Linked DNA regions of Delphinus delphis: region 2 is linked to region 1. The links are chromatin contacts, called in public Hi-C maps. All regions are on one chromosome and are shown on one strand. The core of a region is the stretch at or near the end of the contact, and the rest is flanking DNA. Distances in the headings are between cores, read along the strand shown. Region 1 holds the start of JAK3 (Janus kinase 3). Region 2 holds the start of MVB12A (multivesicular body subunit 12A).

Region 1 (7,261 bases), core at 1,237-3,736:
TTAATTTGCATTTCTCTTATTATGAGTGAGGCTGAGCATCTTTTTCTGGGTTTAACAGCCATTTGTATTTCATTTTCTGTGATTTCTGGATTCATATCCTGCTAAGTCATTGGCATTTTCTTATTGTCTTCTAGGAGTTGCTTATATTATGAAGATATTTTATCCATGACATGAGCTTACCTTTGTTTCCAGTTCCATTTGTTTATCCTTTGTATTTATGGCTTTTTGCCTCGAGAAAATTTGGGATATTTGCATCACTGAAGTTTCCAACTTATTCTTTTTTTTAAATTTTATTTATTTATTTTTGGCTGTGTTGGGTCTTCGTTTCTGTGCGAGGGCTTTCTCTAGTTGCGGCAAGCGGGGTCCACTCTTCATCGCAGTGCGCGGGCCTCTCACTATCGCGGCCTCTTTTGTTGCAGAGCACAGGCTCCAGACGCGCAGGCTCAGTAGTTGTGGCCCACGGGCCTAGTTGCTCTGCGGCATGTGGGATCTTCCCAGACCAGGGCTCGAACCCGTGTCCTCTGCCTTGGCAGGCAGATTCTCAACCACTGCGCCACCAGGGAAGCCCTCCAGTTTATTCTTGGGCAAATTCTGGGCTCTGCTTCCTGGAATCTCCTCATGGAGACGTCACATGCTCCTATCTGGGACTGGTGGTGCCACCTTTGTCCTGACTCTGTTCCCCTCCTGCTCATTCTCAACATACCACAGTGACCATAGAGTTGTCAGGGGCCTAGAGACTCACTGTTCTTCCTGGAGGGCAGGAACCTCCCTCTCAGGGCCAGGGATGGGAGTACACGTTTGCATTCTTCTCTGCTGAAGCCACCCAGGAAATGAAAGAAAAATATTATGGCTAAGCTCCCATGCAGCACTTCCTGCCACAAGCCTGCTCTGGCTCCCACTGTGCTGAGGACATACCTCATACCTCTTCCCTCCACCCACAAGGCCCCACTGCTGCCTCCAAACGTCTCAGCACACCTTTTCCCTGCCACCCTGTCCTTCTCAGGAACACTGTGACCTTGCCCAGCTTCTCAGCCTTTGCCTGGGCTGTTCCTCTGCCAGAACTCCCCATGCCTCCAGATCACTCTCTGGTTAATTCTACTTGTCCTTGGATTTCAGTGTCAAAGTCACTTCCTCCACGCATCCCTCCCAGACTCAGCGTTTCTCCTAGAAGCCTGGCACCGAGGGCCACTGAAACACTGATTGGATAATAGTTTATTTATTGTCATCTCCCCCACTAGACTGTTGGCTCCACCAGGCAGAGACTGGGTCTGCTCCCTCCCCTGCTGTGTCCCCAATGCCCTGCACACAGGAAGTGCCCAAGAAGTGTCTGTGGGTGACTGAATTAAAGTCAACAAAATCGTACCAAAGCCATTTTTGTGCCAGGGCTTGTGACGGGATTACAGAGATGCAAGTGTCCTCTTAAATCTATCCCCAAAGCTCTACCTTCTGGGGTGTGTATCCTACTAAGGACACTGGCCTGGGTCTGACCTGGACACTGCCCCACTCCTCCACTCATGACAGCCTCAGGGGTGTTAAAAAGCATCCATCAGACTCCGCTGTGATCTGACCCCAGCTGACTGCCCGCCATCCCCCTCCCTCCTCACTGCACCAGCCACGCCCTTGGGGCCATAAACAGCTTTTATGTTTATGTTTATAAACAGCTTTTATGTTTATAAAACATAAAACAGCTTTTATGTTTATGTTTATAAACAGCTTTCATGTTTATAAAACCTCATCAACAGAGGACTCACTCCCACCTCTGGGCCTTTGCGCTTGTCGTGTTCTCTGCCAGGAGCCCTCTTCATCCCGCTTCAGATTCCTGCTTGATCCATCCTGGCCTCTACACAGAGCCTCCGACCCCTGCACTGGAGCCCCAGCCTGCGCCTGTCCTGTCACCTTGGTTTTCTTTGTTATCCATAATGATTAATTGCTTCCCTGCCAGACCAGATAGTGAAGTGAGCCTGAGGGCAGGTCCGGGTCTGTCTGGTTTTCACAGTTTCTAGGGCTGGGCTTAGGGCACAGAGCACAATAGTGAGCTATTATCCCTCCCAGGGTCTCATGGGAGAAATACCGTGAAGGAGAACTTGACTTTTGTCTGGGGCAACTTCCCTGCCTCCTTCCTGGGCAGATCCAGCCCAGTTCCCTTCCTTAGGTGCGAAATTAGTTAATCTAGGTGCCCAACCCACACATGCCACAGATGGGTAAACTGAGGCTGGAGAAGCGAGGGTGTTGCCAGGGCCCCACAGAGAGTGAGTCCTGGAGCCTGCTGAGGTCCCCCTGTGTGACCTGGGCCCTTCTCTGTGCTGTCACCCCTTCCCTTAGGTCTGGGGTCTCCAGCAGCCTGTCTGAGCAGGACTGCTGCTGCAGAGGCTTCCGGAACTTTCTGCCCCTCCCCGCACCCCCCCAACCCGTCGCCCACATGACCATGACTTTCGGTAAGTGACAGCAGCTCAGGAAGCTGAGGGGCCCACACAGGAAGGAGCGAGTGGGACTTTCCTCCCGCTGTTGCTCGCCTCTGCCGTCCCGTAGCTGGCCCAGAGGTCCTCACCTCCAGGTAAGAGCTGGTGGTGTCACAGGGCTCTGGTCGGGGATGGGCGTGGGAGGAGACTGTGTGGATGGTCGCAGCTGGGGACAAAGGCAAGTTTGCCTTTCAGGCCTCTGAGGACAGCTGCCAGATGTGAGCTGGGACAGCTGGGTGTGTGGCCTCTGGCAAAGCGCTCCCCTCTCTGGGCCTCAGTTTCGTTCTGCATAGGAGGCCTCGAATTCCCAGCTTCCTGGACCTGAAAGAATCATTACGCATGCGCCCAGGGCTCCCGGTCCCTGAGGGGACAGTTTGATGCCCCTAAAATCCCAGGTCCCAGGCCAGAACACTGGGGGACCAGCCAACCTTCCTGGCATACGGGACTTTTGGTGTTAAAACAGGGGCATTTTTCTGGGCTCCAGACAGACTTTCTTTTTTTACTTTCGATATTTTAAAAATCATGTTTTTGTTTTTTTTTTTATAAATTTATTTATTTATTTTTGGTTGCGTTGGGTCTTCATTGCTGTGAGGAGGCTTTTCTGTGGTTGTGGCGAGTGGGGGCTACTCTTCGTTGCTGTGCGTGGGCTTCTCCTTGTGGTGGCTTCTCTCACTGCGGGGCACAGGCTCTAGGCGCGTGGGCTTCAGTAGTTGTGGCATGTGGACTCAGCAGTTGTGGCTCACGGGCTCAGCAGTTGCGTCTTGTGGGCCCAGTTGCTCCGTGACATGTGGGATCCTCCTGGACCAGGGCTTGAACCCATGTCCCCTGCATTGGCAGGTGGATTCCTAACCACTGCGCCACCAGGGAAGCCCTAAAAATCATGTTTCTTTAAGATTTATTTTAAACACAAGACACACTGTGTGATTCCATTTACATAAAGGTGCAAATTTGGGCAAGATCAGGACGACTGTTAGAAATAAGACTGTGGGCACCTCTGTGGGGAGTGACAAGATGGGGTGGTGGCGGGGAGGGTCAGAGCTCACGGGACGGGAACGTTCCAATTCCTGGTCTGGGAGCTGGTGACAATGGACTGTCCCTTGGGGAAAGTTCTCTCTCCCCCACGCCCTGCCTCCCTGATGGTAACCCCTTAACCACTGTGCTAAGGGACCTTCCTGTCTGGTTCATCTGGCATTTGTCAAGGGCTTGCTGGGCATGTCACCAAGGATTTGTGCCACTTAGCGTGGATTAAACGTGTTGACAGCTCAGGCTGGGCTCAGCAAGCTACCTCACTGAAGCAGGTGGGAATCAGCACATTTCACAGCCGAGAAAGCTGCGTCCCAGCAGTGGAAGCCCTGCTGGGGTCATGAAACCAGAATACGGTGGGGCTGGGATTTGAACCCAGAGCCTGGGGTTTTTACCTATCCCCAGTCCCAGGCTTATATTCTGGGTGTGTTAAACTCTAATTAATGCTATCAGCCCCCGTCCTGCTATTATTTTGGAACATAGTTTTTATCCAACATTCTCTTTTTGTATCTTCTTCATTTGGGTCAATTTACGTGGATCTTCTCTGTCTCCCCCCTTTTCCTCATTGGGTTTGAAACCCTACTCCTCCCTCTACCCAGCCAGGGGTCCTGAGCTCTGGGTCCCCCAGGGCGACAGAGATCTGGAAGTTGGCTGGTGTAGAACGCCTGAGAATAAGATGGACGGTTTCCTCCTGGGCCTATCCCAGGGAGGGCTTCCTACTATGGGGACCTAATGGTGGGAGTGATGAAAGGAACTGAGATGTAGGGAGCAGGGGAGACAGACACAGAGATCTCTGTTGACTGAGTCATCAGTCTGGATCTGCCCCCAAGGCATGCACCACACCAGCTGCAAAAGCTTCTAGCCCCAGCCTCAGAAGTGCTTGAATCCTCCAGCTTCACAGGGAGGGATGGCCACTTCTATCCCCACCCATGTGCACAGGCCAGTATCTATCTGCTTTCCGGTTTGCAAATCCCTATATCTGTGATTGATTGGTCATGACTGTCTGGAGGAGGGTTGGAGAAGTGGTATGTGTGGAGGCTGGAGTTCGACTAGAGATGTCTGTCCTGGGCACCAAGAGTCTGGAGTGTGAGTTCACACAAAGTTGTGTGAACGTCTTGCAGCCTCCCAGCACAGCCCTCACCTGGGGGGTTATGGCTCCTCACCCACCTTGCACACTCAGCTCCCCCCCTCTGTCTCTGTCCATCTCTGAGTTTCTCTCTGTCCCTGTCTCCTCCCTCTTTCTCCGGCTTCATCCCTACCTCATCCATCAGCATCTCTGCCCCCACCCCCACCCCAGAAGCTTTGTAGCCTTGTCCCCTGATCACAGCTGAGGGGCTGCCTCTTTTTGTGTCCAGGCAGGCTGCACTCATGGCACCTCCAAGTGAGGAGACGCCCCTGATCCCTCAGCGCTCCTGCAGCCTCTCCTCTTCAGAGGCTGGTGCCCTGCACGTGCTGCTGCCCCCGCGGGGCCCTGGACCCCCACAGTGCCTATCCTTCTCCTTTGGGGACCACTCAGCTGAAGAGCTATGTGTTTGGGCTGCTAAGGCCAGTGGTGAGTGGGTCCCTAGAATGTTTGGCCAGAGGGAGGGGTAGGACTGTGCGGAACAGATTGGGAGCTGGAAGAACTGCCAAGTGGAGTCAGCATTGGAGCTGGGGTTAGAGGGATGAGTAGGGGTGTGGTAAGGGAGGAGGGTGCACAGGAAATGGCATGGCAAAGACTCAGAGGCGTGATGGTATACTAGGGGAAACAGCTAGTCATCCCTCGAGGTAAACTGTACATGGAAAGAGATGCTCTGGGTAGAGGGGCAGGGAGCCCTGAGAAGCAGATTGAGCACATGGCTTCTCTCCTAAGGGCAATGGGGAACCCTAGAATGGGTGCGAGCAGGGGTGGGACATGGTGTCAGAGCTGAAGGTGAGAAAAAGCCTGTGGGGCTGCATGGGGATAACATGGCAGCCCTGCAGGGGACAGATGGGGAGACTTGGAGGGAACTGATGGGGGCGTCCCCTCAGGCATCCTGCCCGTGTACCACTCCCTCTTTGCTCTGGCCTTGGAGGACCTGTCCTGTTGGTTCCCCCCGAGCCACATCTTCTCCGTGGAAGACGCGGGCACCCAGGTCCTTGTCTACAGGCTCCGGTAGGAAGTATCCCCTGCCCCCACCCCCGCCACAGGTATGGGTTAAATGATACCAAGAGGGCATGCCTTTGGCTGAGGGCTTTGGAAATGGGAGTTTAAAACAACAGTGACCCCTCAATCATCATCTCCACGTACCTCCTGGTGGATGCCCCAGGGAGGGCATGATCACTGCTCATTTCACAGGTGAGGAAACTAATGCCAGAGAGGGTGGGTCACTTGTCCAAGGTCACACAGCAAGTCAGTGGCATAACCTGGGCTCTTTGAGGTCCTGGCACAGTCCCTCCATCGTATCCCCACTCCAGCGTTCTCCCCTCTCGCACAGCTTTTACTTCCCCAACTGGTTTGGGCTAGAGAAGGTCCACCGCTTTGGGCTACGAAAGGACGTAGCCAGTGCCATCCTTGACCTGCCAGTCCTGGAGCACCTCTTTGCCCAGGTAGGGGTCTGCCTGGGGCTTAGCCCAGGGGTGGGGTCCCTGGGGCAACATCAGGGCTTGTGGTTGGGCAGCCTCGGCTGACCCTCCCTGTGGCAGTCCAGGGGTGGAGGTCAGCCCAGGTGTGGGGGTCTACAGAACAGCATCAGGGCTCATGGTTGGGCTGTGACTGGCCTGCAGCACCGCAATGACCTGGTCAGCGGCCGCCTCCCGATGGGCCTCAGCCTCAAGGAGCAGGGTGAGTGTCTCAGCTTGGCTGTGCTGGACCTGGCCCAGATGGCCCTCGAGCAGGGTCAGCGGCCCGAGGAGCTGCTGAAGACCATCAGGTGAGGGCTTCCAGGCTGTGGCGCCCAGCCTCTACCTGGGAGTGAGCCAGCATGGCTCCACCAGAGCACTGCCAGAGTCCAGGCCCACCTTGGGGCTGCCCACCTACAAGCCACCAGTGTGTTCATGTGACCCAGCCCACACCCCTCCTTTCAACACAGTCCCGCTGAGACTCCATTGTCGGGCTTCAGGCAGCTAAAAGGACTGTGTGTCCCTGTCTGTCTTATGGGCCCCAATGGCCCTTCCTATAGAGGCCCTACGCCCATGCCTGTCCCTGAGTGTGTCTCTGTGCCCCCCTAGTGAGGCGACACTCCAGCCCCTCAACTAAAGTCTGGGTTGATGTACGTCCCTGCCCTCCCTGCGGAGGCCCCCCTCCACATTGAGGGTCCCACTCCCTCCGCTCGCAGCTACAAGGCCTGCCTGCCCCCGGGCCTGCGCGACCTGATCCAGGGCCTGAACTTCGTGACGCGGAGGCGAATCCGAAGGACAGTGCGCCGGGCCTTGCGCCGCTTGGCCGCCTGCCAGGCTGATAAGCACTCGCTCATGGCCAAGTACATCATGGACCTCGAGCGGCTGGACCCAGACAGGGCCACCGAGACCTTCCGCGTGGCCCTCCCCGGAGCTGCTGGTGGTCAGGATGCGCCGGGGCAGCTCCGCGTGGCTGGCGGCAGTGGCATCGCCTGGAGCCCGGGAGAACACGAGGTACGAGGTCGGGTGGGTTGGGGCTCTGGGCAGGGCCAACGGCGGGGGCGGGGCCAAGGGGGCGGGGCAAGGAAGTGGGCGGGGCTTGAGGGGCGGGGCCGAAGAGAGGAGGGACTGTGAGAGGGCTTGTGGGGGAGGGCACCCTGCTGAGTGAGGTGTAGGGCTGAGCGAGGAGGCGGGAATGAAAT
Region 2 (7,261 bases), core at 313-2,812, 330 kb after region 1:
AATGCTCGCCAAGGTGCTGTTTAAGGCAGCCGTCTGGATGGAGCTGGGTCAGCGGTTACATCCTGAACGGTAAAGCCACAGGAGGGGAATCCATGAAGCTTTCAGGAGCCATTGGGGCAGGCTCATCTTTGGTGACATGGAGGAGCATTCATCGGGCGGCCATGGGCACCACAGTGAGGGTGGGTAGCTGTGGGATCAGACAGAACTGGACACCCATCCTGGCCCTCCAAACACACTTTCCCTCAGCCCTCTAATCCCGAGGTCAGCAAACTACAACCTATGAGCCAAATCCGTTTTTGTCTGGCTCATGAGCAAAGCATGGCTTTTACATTTTTAAAGGGGTATATATTATATATATGCAACAGGAACCATCTGGGCTGGAAAGCCTAACATATTTACTACCTGGCCCTTTACAGGAAAAGTTTGCCAAGTCCAGTACCAGTAGATATATGCTGAGAGCCAAATATAAATGACAAGACATGGAGAGGACATAAGAGGCAGGGAGAGCCTGATGGTTAGAAAGCAGAGCAGTCGGGGCTGGGAGGGCAGCTCCAGGGTAACCGGAGCCCGTGTGCAAAAGCGTGGAAGTGGAAAATAGAACTGCGCGTGGATCAGCTTAGCTACAGTGTAAGAAGAAGGCGTAGTAACAGTAATAAAACAGGTCGCATTGACTGAACACTTACTCTAGAACAGAGACTGTACCAATGGCACATTTTTACGCAGGGTGGGGTACATCGTCCCGCCCTAGATCAGGCCTCTGAGTCCTCAGCCAACACTGTCATTACCCAGTGCATCAAGGGGGCAGCCAAAATTCAAAAATCGCATGCCTGTGGTCCCTCCATTCCTTTCCTGGACCCTCCCCGCAGAGACGCGAACGTGCCCCTGACCCCCCACCCCACTCCCGCCTTCGACAGGGGACTCACTGGAGTCCAGGGGGTCGCAGACCGGAGAGAATCCCGGCGGAAGGGGGCTCTTGTCCACCAGGACCTGGATATCGACCACCACGTTCTCCTGTGGATTCTGGCGGGGGGGCGGGGAGGGGATACATCGAGAATCACTCAGCAGCAAGGACCGTGTGCCTAGCATAGAGCTCAGCGAATGGACAAAGGGGAGTGGGAGGACCCCGGGGACTCCGAAGGTGAGGGCCCCTTACCTCTAGGCTGCCCAAAGGATTGAGACACAGGAAGTAGCCGGATTTCTGCCCGAAAGTCTTGCCGAAGCTGGCGGGCGCCCCCTCCACAGTGCAGGAGATCTACAGCGCGGATGCGGGTCAGCGCCAGGCTCTTACCCGGCCGCAGCCGACTCTGCCCCCATTCAACCCCCGGCCCCTGGTGTCGCCGCCTCTCTCCCTGTTCGTCCCTGGTCCCCTGACATTGCTCACCGCACTGAACCCCCGCGGCGGGGGCCCCGAGGCCGACGACCAGGCCAAACCAGCCAACGGGGCCGCGTCGGCCCCGGACCCCGGATCCATCCTCCAAGCCAAGCACCGAAGGCGGGGGACGGCCTCTGACCTCCTAGGCGCAGCTGGACTTCGGAGTTCGGGCAAGAGTCTGAACTACAACTCCCAGACGGCCTTGCAAGACCGGGGGCCCGGAAGCGCCGTATGAGCGTGCCGGGGAAGCCGCCGGCCAAACGCGTAGGGACAAGCAGCCACACCCTTCATGCCCACCCTCCCCGCCCCGCAACCCCCCAACCCCACGGTGGGCCTTTGAGCGACGTTTGCGGAAAACTGTCTCGCTTTCTTCTCACGCCCAGCAACTTCTGCCGGAAATGTCTCGCTAGCTGCAAACCAAAACTACATTCCCCAGAATTCCTTGCGGTATCAGCCTCTACTCCAGAGATACGGTCGGTGTTTCACGGAAATTTGGGGGAGAAATATGAAAAACTCGCAATTCTAGCTCCAGGAGGTCATCCGAAAGGACACTTTCATGTGTTATGCTGCGATTAGTTTAACGAAAAATACGGACCAACTTGAGCCATGAAATCTTGGTGTAACTTGAGGAATTATTCACAGATACAATTAGTTTTTTTTTAATGTTATAAAAGCATTTAGCATGGCTACATGCTTTTACACGCCTCAGGGGGAAATATGGAAAACTAGGGAAGAGAATATTATCTACTCCTGTATATTTTCCAATTTTTTACAATATCCTGGGTTAGCCCACTGCCTGTTTTTTGTACCACCTGTGAGAAAAAAAAAATAATGGTTTTTATATTTGTGATGAAATAAAATTGTTTTTAAGGCAGGACAAAAAAACTTTTAACATAAAATTCTCTCTGCCGTTTGGGCCACTACCTGCTCCCCTTTAGCGTGCATTGTGCATCTGCATTATACGTTAACTAGATATCCTTAACACAGGAGTGACTGCTTGAAAGAAAAGAGCTTCCGGCGCCAGGAAGGTTGCTCCTTAGGAAATAACATTTCTTTCTCAATCCTGTAAAGGGTCATGATAACCCACTACTCACCTTGTATGTGCAGATCTGGACTACGTAAACTGTCAAAACCTTGACTCAAAAACTATACAACTGTGCTTTGACCTCTAACCGGTGGAACAGTCCTCAGAACTTTCTGAAAGACTTTCTTTCACTTTACAATCTCAAGACTATGGGGTCCCCTTGAAGTACCCCATTATTCCCACTGCTTAGGAGGAATGTTGGTTCCCAACCCCAGGAGTTCCCCAGGTGAAATTTGAAACTGACCCCCATACACAGAAGGCAAGGAGAAACCAAAGAAAGAGGCAGACCACTCCGGATTTGTAGGTGGCAGGTTTAACAAACGAGGGAACTTATATACGAGGCTTGTCTCAGGCAGCCACAAGATGAATAGATCTCCACACTGAGATAGGAAAGGGGCAGGGCACAACCTTTAAAAGAATGACATAGCCATTGAGGACACGACATAAACTGGTTATGATCTCGGAGAGACGGCAGTGAGTGGTCCTGAAGAGAGATCTCAGTTCCCTGCCCAGGAATTGAACCTGGGTAGCCTGGATGAAAACCAGGAATCCTAGCCACTATACCACCAGGGGCTAGAGACTAGAAGCAAAGGGGCCCTGGCTGTTTCCCCCGTTTGAAAGCAGGAATGTTTCAAGGAGGCAAAAATTGTAAAAACAGGTACAAAGTTTATTATTAGAGACAATAATATTATTATTATTAGACAATATTATTATTATTAGAGACACCGTGGTGTATGGGAGGGCACACAGAGAAGAAGTTTATTTATTTAAATCAGGCAGAAATACAGAATACACAGAAAGCTAGGCAGAAATACACACCTAGAGAGAAAGGGTATGGGCCACCTCTCTAATGAGGAAGAGTGCAGTAAAGAGCTGATACAAATCCCTTATATAGGACAGTCCTTCCGGGTCTTTGTTTATCTTTGGCCAATTATCTCATTTCTTTTCCCACATCTGACCTGTTCTAGGTCACTCCCCAACATGCGTGCACAACTTTTTGCTAAGATGGATCCCACCGCAAAGGCCTGTGGGTGCATGTCCACACTTATGGGGTGGTGCCCCCTCCCTTTTTGACCCCCAAGGAGCCTTCCTGAGCATGTGCAGACAGGGAAGTTTTCCTTAACCTCAGGAGTTGTCATCTTATCTCTTTACTTCAGCAGAGCTCAGCTTCTGCCACCAGCTTTGTCCTTGGAGTGTCTGGGTGAGAACAAAGCTTCAATTTTACTCCACTTGACAAACACCAGCTGTCCAGCCCAGGGGCCCATCTATCTCCTACCTCAGTTAGAACCAACTAGGTCCAAGATGGCGGAGGAGTCGACTTCCACTAGACCTTGAGCCTCAGTATACACTAATTGTAATACATCAGTAAGCTAAATGTCACACCCACAGGCGCCCTGACAGTTCTGAGGCCTACCGTAAAAGGCCAAAAAGTTGGCGGTGGCCCAATTCCTGGAAATCCCCTCCCCTTCCCCAAAATAGTTGGAATAATCTTCGCACTCATTAACCTATGAAATTACCCACCCCTATAAAAACTGACAACCCCATATCCTGGGGCCTCTTGCCTTCTGAGATGGCCCACACTCTGTCTGTGGCATGTGTATCTCCCTGAATAAACCTTCCTTCACTTTACTATGGCTCGCTCTTGAATTCTTTCCTGTGCAAAGCCAAGAACCCACACTTGGTGGCCGTCCCAGGGACTCACCTAAGACCTGGGATGTGACCATCCTCTCATACCCCACTTTCTCTCTTGCAGCAACACTGCTTACCAGAATCTTAAAAGTTTATATAAAGATCTTAACAGGATTCAGTCGCATATACCGTTCAGATTGTCTCAACAACACTTTACTCTCTCAAGGCTGCATCCTTGAAAATGGCTCCCTTTGTGAGAACAGTGGGTGGAACATACATTCCAAGGATGGAGAGGGGGTGAGGGGCCTCTGGTTCCCTGGGTCCACCTCGAGGGTCAACTGGTAGCCACGTCCTCTCAATGACCTCCTCCTGAAACGGAGCAGGACCCTGTAGTTGGTCCTTCCCCATGTCCTCAGCCTGCCTTTTGTTTGTGGAAAAATTTTAGTCGAAGAATAAATTTAGTCAGAAAAATAAGAAAATGTAGAAACAAAGGAAAACAGTCTAGCGAGACTAAATAATAATAGTTTAGTCACTAAGCATAGTCAAGGACTTTTAGTTCCTTCTCAAGGGCTATAGATAATATTCTGAGCCATATCCTGTGAGCTGTCTTGTAGATACCGAACCCCCCCACCAGGTGGAAGAAGTTAACTACATGATGACCAGACTGCAGCCAGGACCTAAGCTGCTCCAGTTTACGCAATTCCAAGAACTGGCCTCAAAGAAATGGGAGCAAACCCTGGAGCTGAAGATTAACTGTACTTAAAACAATGAAGATGATGCTGGTCAGACCACCGCATGACCAATTTCAAGACGACTGTCAGAGCTGACTGTGCAGTTTCTGCATGTAGCCCCTGCATGCAGGGACCTCAGAGGGAGTTGGCCTTTGGACAGGAGTCCATCCTCCCGCCCCCCGGTTGCCGGCCTCCAAAATAAAGCAAACTTTCCTTTCCACCAACCTTGTCTCTTTATTGGCTTTTGAGCAGTGAGCAGTCAGACCCCACTCTCGGTTACACTCCAACACTCCGCCCCTCATGACCAGCTCTTACAATTTCACATGGCCCCCCTCTTCCACGATATGCACTGAGTAGTCAGCCAGGGATTGCATTAGCATTGGAGGTGGCTCGTTAGGCGCCTATGTGGCTCTGGAGGCAGATAGCACAGAGGCAACATAGGTAGCTGGGAGAGGAAACACAGATTAAGATAAGGATGCCCGAAACAAGTAACAATTTTTCCCACCAAGAGCCCCATTGAGGCAGGAGATAGATAGGCTCCAGGCTGGACATTTACAACTAGCCTTCTGTTTACATTTCCTGAGGCAAGAGGCAGGTGGGCTCCAGGCTAGATATTTACAACTGGCCTCCCGTTTGCACTTTGAGATGGAAATAAGGGTAAATAGTTGGATTTTGTCTCCTGCAGGCACTTTAAGATAACAGTTAGGGCAGGGACAGAGAGAGGCTATACCCTGTTTAAGTAAAAGATCAAGAGGTTGGCCACTGGGTGGTCCGGCTTGCGCGGAGGCCCTGGGACTCCCGCGGGTTCCCCGGGGAAGCGGCGCAAATTGACAGATGTGCGTGAGGCGGTTCCTGGTCAGCCTCACGTTTTGTACCTGCTACCTGGCTTCTTACCTCACGAACAAGTATGTCCTGTCTGTCTTGAAATTTACCTACCCTGCGTTATTCCAAGGGTGGCAGGCTTTAATTGGTGGACTTTTGCTTCATGTGTCATGGAAACTGGGCTGGGCAGAGATCAAGAGCGGTTCAAGATCTGATGTTTTCACATGGCTTCCTGCTTCAGTGCTGTTTGTGGGTATCACCTATGCTGGTTCCAGGGCACTGTCCAGACTGGCCATTCCTATGTTTCTCATTTTGCATAATGTAGCCAAAGTTATCATCTGTGGGCACCAGAAATGTTTTCAGAAAGAGAAAACATCTCCTGCAAAGATCTGTAGTGCCCCCTTCCTCCTGGCTGCCGCAGGGTGCCTGCTCTTCAGTGACTCCCAGTTTGATCCAGATGCTTATTTCTGGGCTGTAATTCACTTATGCTGCATAGGGGCTTATAAGATACTACAGAAATCCCAGAAACCCAATGCGTTAAGTGACACTGACCAGCAGTACTTAAACTATCTATTCACTGTGGTGCTCCTGGCATATGCATCTCACCCCACAGGGGATCTCCTCAGCGTCCTGGACTTTCTGTTCCTGTATTTCTATAGATTCCATGGCAGCTACTGTGCCAGTGGATTTTTAGGATTCTTTCTCACGTTCAGCACAGTGAAGCTAAAATGCCTTATGACCCCAGAGCAGTGTGCAACCTGGATTTTCTTTGCTAAGGGGCTTCCCTGGTGGCGCAGTGGTTAAGAATCCACCTACCAATGCAGGGGACGCGGGTTCGAGCCCTGGTCTGGGAAGATCCCACCTCCTGTGGAGCAACTAAGCCCGTGTGCCATAGCTACCGAGCCTGTGTTCTAGAGCTCGTGAGCCACAACTACTGAGCCCGCATGCCGCAACTACTGAAGCCCACGCGCCTAGAGCCCGTGCTCTGCAACAAGCCACCACAATGAGAAGCCTGCGCACCGCAACAGAGAGTAGCCCCCGCTCGCCGCAACTAGACAAAAGCCTGCGCGTGGCAACGAAGACCCAATGCAAGCCCCCAAAATATAAATAAATAAATAAATAAAACACCAAACAGAAAAAGAACTTGGCCACTTCCCTGGTGGTCCAGTGGTAAAGAATCTGTCTTCCAATGCAGGGGACGCGGGTTCAATCCCTTGTCAGGGAACTAAGATCCCACACATCGCAGGGCAATGAAACCCACACAACACAACTACCGCGCTCGCGCACCTCAACTGGAGAGACCACGTGCCGCAAACTACAGAGCCCACGTGCACGAGAAATAAGCCCGCACACCGCAACAAAAGATCCCACATGCCTCAACGAAGATCCTGCATGCCGCAACTAAGACCCAACGCAGCCAGAAATAAATTAAAAAATAATAAATCTTTAAAAAAAGTAGATCAAGAGGTCACATATTTCCCATCCTTGGGGCAAGAAAGACACTGCACATGCGTTAAAAGGCTCCTTGGGGCGTCAAAAGGCAGGGGACAGGGACCTCCCTGGTGGTCCAGTGGGTAAAACTGCACACTCCCAATGCAGGGGGCCTGGGTTCAATCCCTGGTC

Evidence for each region. Hi-C and Micro-C count contacts between places; a contact is called where the count stands out from the background.
Region 2: a contact with region 1 is called in a Hi-C map of lung, with 3 times the contacts expected there. The contact joins the promoter of MVB12A here to the promoter of JAK3 in region 1. A contact is called at or near these places in 2 of 3 Hi-C or Micro-C datasets (lung and muscle).

The regions. Positions count from the first base shown.
Region 1 is chr3:13,597,831-13,605,091 of mDelDel1.2, forward strand. JAK3 (Janus kinase 3) reads left to right here and starts at 2,487. Exons shown (of 24, transcript XM_060008077.1): 1 at 2,487-2,554; 2 at 4,838-5,034; 3 at 5,493-5,616; 4 at 5,939-6,050; 5 at 6,228-6,373; 6 at 6,779-7,073. The coding sequence starts at 4,851.
Region 2 is chr3:13,925,682-13,932,942 of mDelDel1.2, forward strand. It overlaps MVB12A (multivesicular body subunit 12A), which reads right to left and starts at 1,563. Exons shown (of 4, transcript XM_060006693.1): 1 at 1,382-1,563; 2 at 1,154-1,252; 3 at 924-1,020. The coding sequence starts at 1,471. It also overlaps the pseudogene LOC132421856.